Regions from separate parts of the Mus musculus genome. Here regions 1 and 2 are each linked to region 3. Evidence: chromatin contacts called from public promoter capture Hi-C data. All regions are on one chromosome and are shown on one strand. The core of a region is the stretch at or near the end of the contact, and the rest is flanking DNA. Distances in the headings are between cores, read along the strand shown. Region 1 holds the start of Capn7 (calpain 7). Region 2 holds the start of Sh3bp5 (SH3-domain binding protein 5 (BTK-associated)). Region 3 holds the start of Galnt15 (polypeptide N-acetylgalactosaminyltransferase 15).

Evidence for each region. Promoter capture Hi-C pulls out the DNA fragments that hold promoters and counts their contacts.
Region 1: a promoter capture Hi-C map of the 3T3-L1 cell line shows a contact between it and region 3, with 2.6 times the contacts expected there. The contact joins the promoter of Capn7 here to the promoter of Galnt15 in region 3. A contact is called at or near these places in 9 of 39 promoter capture datasets (the 3T3-L1 cell line, HPC-7-derived erythroid cells, embryonic stem cells and 4 more) and 1 of 115 datasets of contacts at active chromatin or transcription factors (pancreatic cancer cells).
Region 2: a promoter capture Hi-C map of liver shows a contact between it and region 3, with 3 times the contacts expected there. The contact joins the promoter of Sh3bp5 here to the promoter of Galnt15 in region 3.

Annotation. Positions count from the first base shown.
Region 1 is chr14:31,334,931-31,337,937 of GRCm38.p6, reverse strand. Capn7 (calpain 7) reads right to left here and starts at 1,300. Exons shown (of 21, transcript NM_009796.3): 1 at 955-1,300. The coding sequence starts at 1,056.
Region 2 is chr14:31,434,586-31,437,458 of GRCm38.p6, reverse strand. Sh3bp5 (SH3-domain binding protein 5 (BTK-associated)) reads left to right here and starts at 1,359. Exons shown (of 9, transcript NM_011894.3): 1 at 1,359-1,648. The coding sequence starts at 1,502. Gm35907 (a long non-coding RNA gene) reads right to left here and starts at 2,225. Exons shown (of 4, transcript XR_383329.4): 1 at 2,141-2,225.
Region 3 is chr14:32,027,688-32,030,604 of GRCm38.p6, reverse strand. Galnt15 (polypeptide N-acetylgalactosaminyltransferase 15) reads right to left here and starts at 1,502. Exons shown (of 10, transcript NM_030166.3): 1 at 574-1,502. The coding sequence starts at 1,112.

The DNA.
Region 1 (3,007 bases), core at 51-2,550, 690 kb after region 3:
GAACCCCGAGAACGAGGGCGACAGGGCAGGGAGACACCGACACAGACACAACACAGACAGATACACACACACACATACACACACACTCGGGTGTGGTAGGGAGGTAGGATTGTAAAATCAAAATTAAGAAACTTAAAACGAATGATCCTAAAACAAAAGTGTCTAAATATAAGGTAGGTTTTAAAATAAAAATAGTAAAATATTAGCAGAAAGCAAACCACGCTTTACTGATAACACGTAAGCATAAGGGGGAAATTTTTACTACTTCCGTATAATCAAGGAAAAGATGCCCATATCATGACGATACAACTGGAGGGGTGTGTTTGCAAACCTTCAGGACTGGAGAACACAGGATGAACTGCGGAAGTGCATACCCTTTGACAAGCAACTGTGCTCCCCATCATCCAAAACAAGTATCACATTTTTTTTAAAAAAAAGCTCTAAGGATTTTAACTGCACTACTTCAATGCTGGAAAGCCACAACCAAATACAGAACATGCTGTAAACGTAGCACATGCAAGCAACCAAAGGTTATCTAGGTACAATGCAGAAGTGAGATGTCAAAATAGTACAAACGATATGATTCAAGTTTGGGGGTAAGAAGGCGTGTATACACACATACACTCAGAAAAACAATCATGGAGACATACATCGAATGCTAGAGTACGATGAATTTTTTTCCTAATTTACTTTTTCTTTCTACCTGGAACGTGCACTATTAGCATATTCTGACGGATTACCCAAGGTTGGCCTCACATCAAGGGTTGCATCAAGGCCAACAGACAGCGAACAGGGTGTTCACTCCCCATCCCACCTCGGCCGCCACAAGCAGCAAAGCGGCGGGCATCTGCGGCCTGACAAGCCGGACAGCCCCAGCAGGACCCCGCCCCTCCGCCTTGGGTTCCGCCAACACTCGATCGGGTGACGCGGCCGGAGCCGAGTGCTTGTCCTCACCTTGTAGTAAAACACCGCCTCAGAGTAGCGGCCTTCGTGGTCGCGCTGCACTGCCAGCCGCGCGAACTGCACGGCGTCCCGCTCCAGCGCCGACGCGTCCATGGCGCCCAAGGCCCCACGCCGGGGGAGGCAGACAGGCCCTGACGCGGAACCCCGACGCCCGGAGGCACTGCGGCGAGAACTGGGGACCCCGCGGGTGGAGTGGCAAAGTTTACTTTCGAGGGCGGCGGAAGAGATGACGGAGCCCCACTACCTCAGACCCGCCCGGAGGACTGCGAGCTCCGAGCAGCCCGGGCTCGGAGCCCTCGCGGCCGCCCCCACCCCTCGCGTCCTTGCTCCGCCCATCAGCCGCATTGCGCAGGCGCAGTCGACCCCGGCCGGGAGGGGGAGCGCTCCCGCCGAAGCAGGCGGGGCTCAAGGCGATCGTAGGTGGGCGGGGCCAGAACAATGTCCAGTGGGATTGGACAAGAGGAAGCAGGTGCCAGGGCGAAGCTGAGGGCTCCGCTTCCGCCTGCTAGAAAGAAGGTGCCAGTGCCCAGGAGGTTGTTGGAGAGAATCAGGGGATGGCTTGAAAGGAGCATGCGCGTTATGGAGCCCTTGGTCCGCTAAGTGAGAAGGGTAGGCGGAAAGAAACAATCAGTAGCACCTCGTATTGCCAACTGGTTTAATTAGAAATAAAGATATGAAATGAGGCTAGGAGGTGCTTTTGAGATGCTCTGGTAATGTTCATTTGACAAACTAAAGTATGACCTTCTACGGCTCCCCAAGGCACACCGAAGTGTATTGTTTGAATTGTCTACAAACCAGATGATGTATTTTTGACTTGTATCTTAGGGCAAGTTGAAGGTTGTAATTACATAGTAAATGGTAGTGTGGTTGCTTTCTTTTATCCCCTTAAAAGTTTGAATTCAGCAGTGATGAAAATTAACTAATGGCAAGTGCCAGAACTTGGATGAGATTCAAAATCCATGCTGTGTCAAAGTAGCAAGTCTTGACAAAATTATACACTGTATGATCCCACACATAAGAAACATTAACGCAGCATATGGTGACACATTCCTGTAAGCCAGCAGTCTGGAGGCTGTGGTAAGAGGACTGGGCCAGCATGATCTACACAGCAAAAACCCTGAACGACCCCAGGAGGCATATGTCTGTTGTAGTGGAGCACTCTCCGTGCAAACATGAACACAAATCAGCTGGAGATATTGCTAAGAGTTGATTGTGAGCCTGGCTGTGGTGCTCGCTTTTAATCCCACCACTCCAGAGGCAGAAGAAGCAAATCTCTGAGTGCTTGGCCAGCCTGGTCTTCAGAGCTCATTACAGGATAGTAGTGTGGCCACACAGAGAAAACCTGTCTCAGGGAGAGAGAGAAAAGGAGTTGAATTGATTGTGATCCAGTCTAGAGTGGTATCAGCTGTCTTCAAGCTCAAGAAAGACTCCTTAGTGATGCTCATGCTGGTGGTTCAGGATATTCATTATCAAGGTCACAATGGGGTGGATGTTACTACTGAAACTGGTCAGTGTACAGCTAAAGAGGCTGTGGTCAGCATCCCTGAGCATCATGTGTGTCTCGACCCTCCACCTTGCTTGTGCCAGCTATGAATGTCTGTCGTCCCCTTCCTCCATTCTTACAATCTCAAGCCTTAGCAATAAGATTTTCTTCATACCAATCCCCTGAAGGGGCTTTTGTTCCATGTCACCATCCCCTAGAGAAGCTCTTAGTGTTTAGTCTTGGATGGCCCCTCACAAATGAATCATGAGACAGACAAATGATCTTGCAGATGGGTAGTTACACATTTGTTTGTTTGTTCACCAATTGAAAAGTATTTGCTTATACTCACACATGCTGGGTCCTTACCTGCCAAATTTCCCAAGTTTCATGAAGCTCCAAAAGTATGTTCATGAATCTAACTAAAAGGCAGGAAGTACTTTTACGGCTAAGTATTTTTCCCCTAGGTTTAAATGATGGCTCAGTGGTTAAGAGCATGTATTCTTGCACAGGATTGGGGAGGGATTCCCAACACCCACCTAATGGCTCACAACCTCTGAACTT
Region 2 (2,873 bases), core at 110-2,609, 590 kb after region 3:
CGGGCAGTGGTGACACATGCATTTAATCCCAACACTAGAGACAGCCAGGTGGATCTCTAAGCTCCAGGCTAGCCTGGTCTACAGAGCAAGTTCTAGGACAGCCAGGGCTACACAGAAAACTCTGTCTCCTCCCCATCCCACCAAGGAAGCCAAAATGGTGGTGTGTGTGTCTATAATCTCAGTGCTTCAGAACCAGAGGCAGTGTGACTATATATACAGTGTTAGCTGTATAGTGAGCTCTACAGGAGGAGTGCCTGATTAAAAATGCAGCACATGGGAGTCTACCTTTGGAAAATCAGAAGGTCGAGGCCAGTCTGAGCTGATAAGAGCTTGACACCAGCCTGGGCCGAGGTTGTTTCAAACAAACAAAATGAGTGAGTGGGAAGTCAGTAGACAGACCTAATACGGGAAACTGTTGGAAGGGAACACAGGGTCAGGCTTTTCCAGAGGGGAGATTGAAGCACGGGAGGCCTGTGGTACACGTGAGATTCTCTGGTACTGGCTTTGAAGAAGACTGACCAGTTGAGAAAGAGGACAGATACCCCTTTGCTTTGCTTCTGAGGTGGGGGAAAAGGCAGGATCACAGGCTCCGAGAACAACTCTCTCAAGCAAAGCTGTCCTCCAAACTCCCTCTACAAAGTATCCACTTTGCTCAGGGCATCTGACCAGGTAGTCCCTGACCTCACAGTGGCCCTAGCACCTGTAAACGTTCAGAGAAACCTGTCCACTGTTAGCCCTTTTGTGATGCCCAGTTGGCTAGGCAAGCTCTAGCTTGGTGATGTTGGGCAGAACCACATAGTTCCTACACTGGGCAAGCTTTGCCACGAGCAAGCAGGGCAATCTCTTTAAAAAGCCGCCCGATCCATAGATTTCCCCCCCCGCCCCCCCCAGCTCCATGGGCTCTTCGTGCATTCAGAATATCCAGGAAAGCCCTAAGAGCTCATGCCTTCGCTTGCCGAGCTTTGCCCAGCAGACTCCAGGCTATGATGTCCACTCGGTGGCTGGACCTGGCTAGCCATCCTCTGTCTGCTGTACAGACAAGATTAGGGTAGAGTTCCCTTTTCTGTGACTCCAAATAGACACAAAGGTAGCTTTGAAGAATGGAAATCACCCGAACTTTCCTTCTGTGCCTTGATCTGCTTCACTGGAGGCAGGAGGAAACTACCTTAAGGCGGCCCACGCTCGGGCTGGTGAGCCACTGGGCGGCACCTCTCCTAGTGGCCATGGCCGGGACTCCAGTGCACTGGGCTTTTTGTGACAGAGTGTCGGGTGACACAGGCTATCACGGCGGCCTGGGCAAAGTGGGTGCGGTGTACTGCGGGCCGCTGCAGACAGGGGGCAGCCGCGCCCACTTCCTCTGCCACTCCGCACTCGCCGGCGGAGCACCCGGGGTGGCAGCGCTGCGCGCTCAGACCTACCCGGCTGCGGCGAGGTGGCCCTCGGTGCGTCCGGATCCCACCGTGCGCTTTGCGACCCGGCTGCGGCGCGTTCGGCTGCCCGCATGGACACGGCGCTGAAACGGAGCCGCTCTGACGAGCCGGCGGAGCTCCCGCCGCCTGCCCGGGAGGTGGAGGAGAAAGAGGAGGAGGAAGAGAGGATGGAACAGGGCCTGGAGGAGGAGGAGGAAGAGGTGGACCCCCGGATCCAGGTAGGACGCGTGACAGGAGCCCACAGCCGCACCCCACCAGGGCTACCGTGGAAGTCGGCATCTAACGCAGACACATGCCTTACAGCCTCGCGTGTTCGCGGTCGCGGGGTGGGGGCTGCCTAAATTCAGGATCTTCACCAAGGGTTGGAACACCCCATTTCACGGTCTCCCTGCGGAAGGCTTCGGTGCCCGCGTGAACGCGGCCTGATTATTGCGGGGATCCCTGCAGACCCTCGGCCCAACCCGAGGGTCCCTACTACACGACCAGCTGTTCAGGCGGATTGCAACAAAGGAAAAAGGGGGCGGGGGCCCCGAGCGGAGTCGGGGTACCTCAGCGCCACGCTTGGAGCACTGCACAGCCTCGGGGCTGCAGCGCAGCGTTATCCCACCTGCGTGGATGCAGACATCGTGGTGGGCGAGCAGGGCAAGGTGGCTGTCGCTTGCCCCTGTAGTGTGGGCTGCACCGGTGTGGGGTGCCTCGTGAGCCCTCACCTGGCCTGGGCTGCCGTCCTCTTCATTGTCAACACATGGTGGGCGTCGTTGCCGTTGCCACCGTTGGCACTGTGTTGCACTTGGCCTGAGACTGTTTAAAACCCTCCTTTTCCTTGTGAGGTCAGTGTGAACGTCCACCAGGGACAGCTGCTGCGCAAAGCCGACGCGTGGAGGCAGGGAAAGCAGAGAATGCCTGGCTTTCTGTGCCTCCATTTCCAGGAGAGAGAGTTAAAAAACAATTTCCAGGAGTGACAGCTTAACCTCTTCACCTTCCTAAGCACAAAGCAAATTCCTTTTCATGACCCGTTTTGTACCCTTTCCATAAATCATTTTTTAAAAAATAGCTATTAAACATACTTTGCAATTTCTGGATCCATAATTGGTTTTAAGTGCACAGATAAAGAAAAAAAAAGAGCCTGCTTTAAATTCATCAGTTTGGCTTAAATTAATTATTTTGTCAAGTCAATACACTAAAGATCAGTAAGAAAACCTCCTCATTGGTTATTCTGTTAATTCGGGCCCTGGGCTTGGATTACAGAATCTTGTGGATTTGGTGTGGAATTTTGTTAGCAAGACCTTTGTTCACAGAGCAAAGATGAGCTGAACGAGGATGAGTTAACTCATGTTGGCTACTTACAAAATGTCAGACTGCAAATGTTTAAAAGAGGTAGGGTTACAGTCAGTTAACCAACACCCCAGTTAGGCAGGGCAAATAGTTCGCAGTTAGAAAAAA
Region 3 (2,917 bases), core at 253-2,752:
AGGCGTGAGGCTAACATTCGTACAGTGCAAGTGGACTTTTCTAGGGCCTTATGGGTCTCACAGGGAAAGCTCTTAGATTAAAACCAGGCACAGGGCAAGAAGTACGTAGACATTTCTTGCAATTCTTGCATCTGCTTCTTTGACCCCAGATAAAGGTAAACACTAATAGTAACCCAACGTGAAGACTGCCCTGGAGTCAGCATGAGAGAGAGATGGAAGGTTCCTCGAAGCTTCTGCTCCCATCTCACTGTGTGACCTAGGGGGACTAAAGGCAGGCCTGGGAAGAGAATGAACGAATGAGATCGTCCCTCCCTCGGGACTTGTTAGTAGCTCATCAGTGACTCTGGGGCTTCTGACTGAGCAGGTCTGAGACAGGATTTGAGGATCTCCAATTCAGGCACTTCATCAGCCAGGCTGATATCTGGCCCCAGGGCCCACATCTTAAGGAGCACTGTCCTAAGGGAGCACTGTCCTAAGGATGGGAGAGGCAGACTGCAGAGTTGGCACCTGGGACTTTACTACCACTGAGTCACACGCTTAGACTGGAGAAGAGATGGCAGGGCCCTTACTTACAGTGGGTGTCGCACCTCGGGCAGGACTCTCCTCAGGGGCAGGCGGGCACTGAGTGGCTTGTTGAGGCCATCTGAGTCCGGGCCAAGTGGGGTCAGCACCTCTTCTGATTCCTCCCCATCCTCTTCGGTCCTCCAGTCCTTTTCCAGGGCTTCCTCATCCCATCTCCTGCTCCTGTGTTTGATGAACTGGTAGCTGCCCTGTCTCCTGCCCTGGCTCTGACTCCTCCTAGCTCTGGGTGAGGCCACGGCCACCAGCAGTTGATCCTCCTGCAGGGAGATGAAGGATGGCAGGCCATCCAAGAGACTGTACTCATCACCTTCAGTCTCAGCCTCCAGGACCCACTCCTGAGAGTCTCCAAAGTCCAGGCGGTACCCCGTGTCAGGGCTGTGTTTGCTGGCCTGAGCTGTGACAGCCTGGTGCAGGGTGGGCGGGGGAGGATGCAGCAGGATCACCATCATCAGGACACATCCCAGAGTCAGGAAGAGTAGGAGGAACTGAAGCCTGGAACGTCCACTCCTGGGTCGCTTCCTCGGGAGCATGTCGCAGCCACTCGCCACGAAGCAACAGGTCCTGATCAAGTTTGCTTCCTCCTTGCTATCCAGGTACCTTCAAGCTCGAAACTGAACCTGGGCTGTTCATTCCAGCTAAAAGGCTTTTTGCCATCCACCTGCACCTCTTATCCCACCAGACGTTTGCTAACGTCTATATGCTAACGTAGCATTTATAAGACCCACTGCCCTCTAGAATCAGAAAGCCACCAGAGCCTGGGCTCCTGGGTCCTCTCTGAGTGTTAGCTGTCTTCTGAGAAGGGTCTCCGGTTGTTGGCTCCTCTCTCACCCTGCTCTTGTCCATCCTGCTCTGGTGATTAGCCCATGTTCTTTCCCCCTCTGCATGAGTGGTCAGGTTCTACAAGCTGTCTGGGGCGAGTTGCTGGGGGATTCAGTCAAGCCAAGATGACAGACATCCTCCTTGGGATGCCTTGAGTCAGGTCAGAGCAACAGATGTAAAGCCGGCAGGCACGGTCGGGGTTTCCTTTCACACATACCTCCAGCTCTGCAGGAACCCTCTGCCAGATAGGACAGGGAGCCAAGTGTGCGTCTCGCTCCTGGTCCTAATGCCCCCGTGTTCCCAGGCTTTGCACAGCCACACAGCGTCACCCCAAGAGCCGATCCAAAACAGCAACCTCCCAGGAGTTCAGACTTGAGCACCATTCATAGGGAGGCATCCTCTCCCCACCCAGAAGAGCAGGAAGGAGAATTCCCTTCTGGTTTGGACAGGCTGCCAAGGTGACGCAGATGCCAGGAGCCAGCTGCCTGTCAGCACCTTCAATCTCCCAAGGCAATCTGCCTGGCTCCTTCCTGGGGCCCCACTAGCCTTTCCTTTCTAAAAGTGAGGAGCAGAGGGAGCCCTTGTAAGTCTGGCTACCTGGCTTCCTCAGAAGCACCTGGAGGCTGATGGAGGACAGGCATACTTCAAGCTCTTTCAGTCTTCAAACTCCATTTAGCTTGTACACACATAATGAGCAGCTGCCGGCCATATGCCCCCAACTGTTCCCTGGGCCAGGAGTATAACAGAGAATGAAGTCAAACTGGGACCTCCGGGTGCTTACATGACAGTGAGGGAGATGGAGAGATGGTCTGTTAGTGTCTGGAGGTCAGACTATGTCAAGGGCCAAGGGGGAGGGGCAGGGGGCGGGGGGCGGGGACGAGGCAGAGATGGGAGCTGGGGAATATGGGCTGGAGGTTAAAAATCAATCTGAAGTGGCACTGTGTGTTTCCTAGAAGAACCAGCATCTGTGTAATGGGGAGAGTCACAGAAGGAGTAACAAAGGCGAGGCTCTGAAAGGAGTGGGTCTGGTATAGGGAACAGCGGGCCAGAGCATAGCAGGCCAATCGCACTGTGATGGAGCCACTATAGGTGAGGAAGCACAAAGGAAGGGAGATAAGGAGGGCATGGTTGGAGCAGAGGCAAAAGGAGACATGACAGGAGGCAGAGCATGGTGGGCGGTGGATTACTGAGAAGTAAGGCATGCTGGGAGATGGAGCATAATGGGAAATGGGGCACAATGAGAGATGGCACAGGGCAGCGGGCATGACGGGAGGTGAAGAGCAGTCAGAGGCAGCGCAATGGGAGGGAGCATGGAGCAATGGGAGTGAAGGAAAACGGAGATGGAACATGGTTGTGTGACGGACACACGTCCCCAGAAAAGAATCCCACAGCAGACCAAAGTAATGACTGCACCAAAGTCGTTTGGTGGGTCATGAGTTTTAATTGGGGTTACTAACAGGAGTATGGGTCAGGGGTTACAGGAAGAGGGGTGGTGCAGAAAAGCAGCTGCATCATT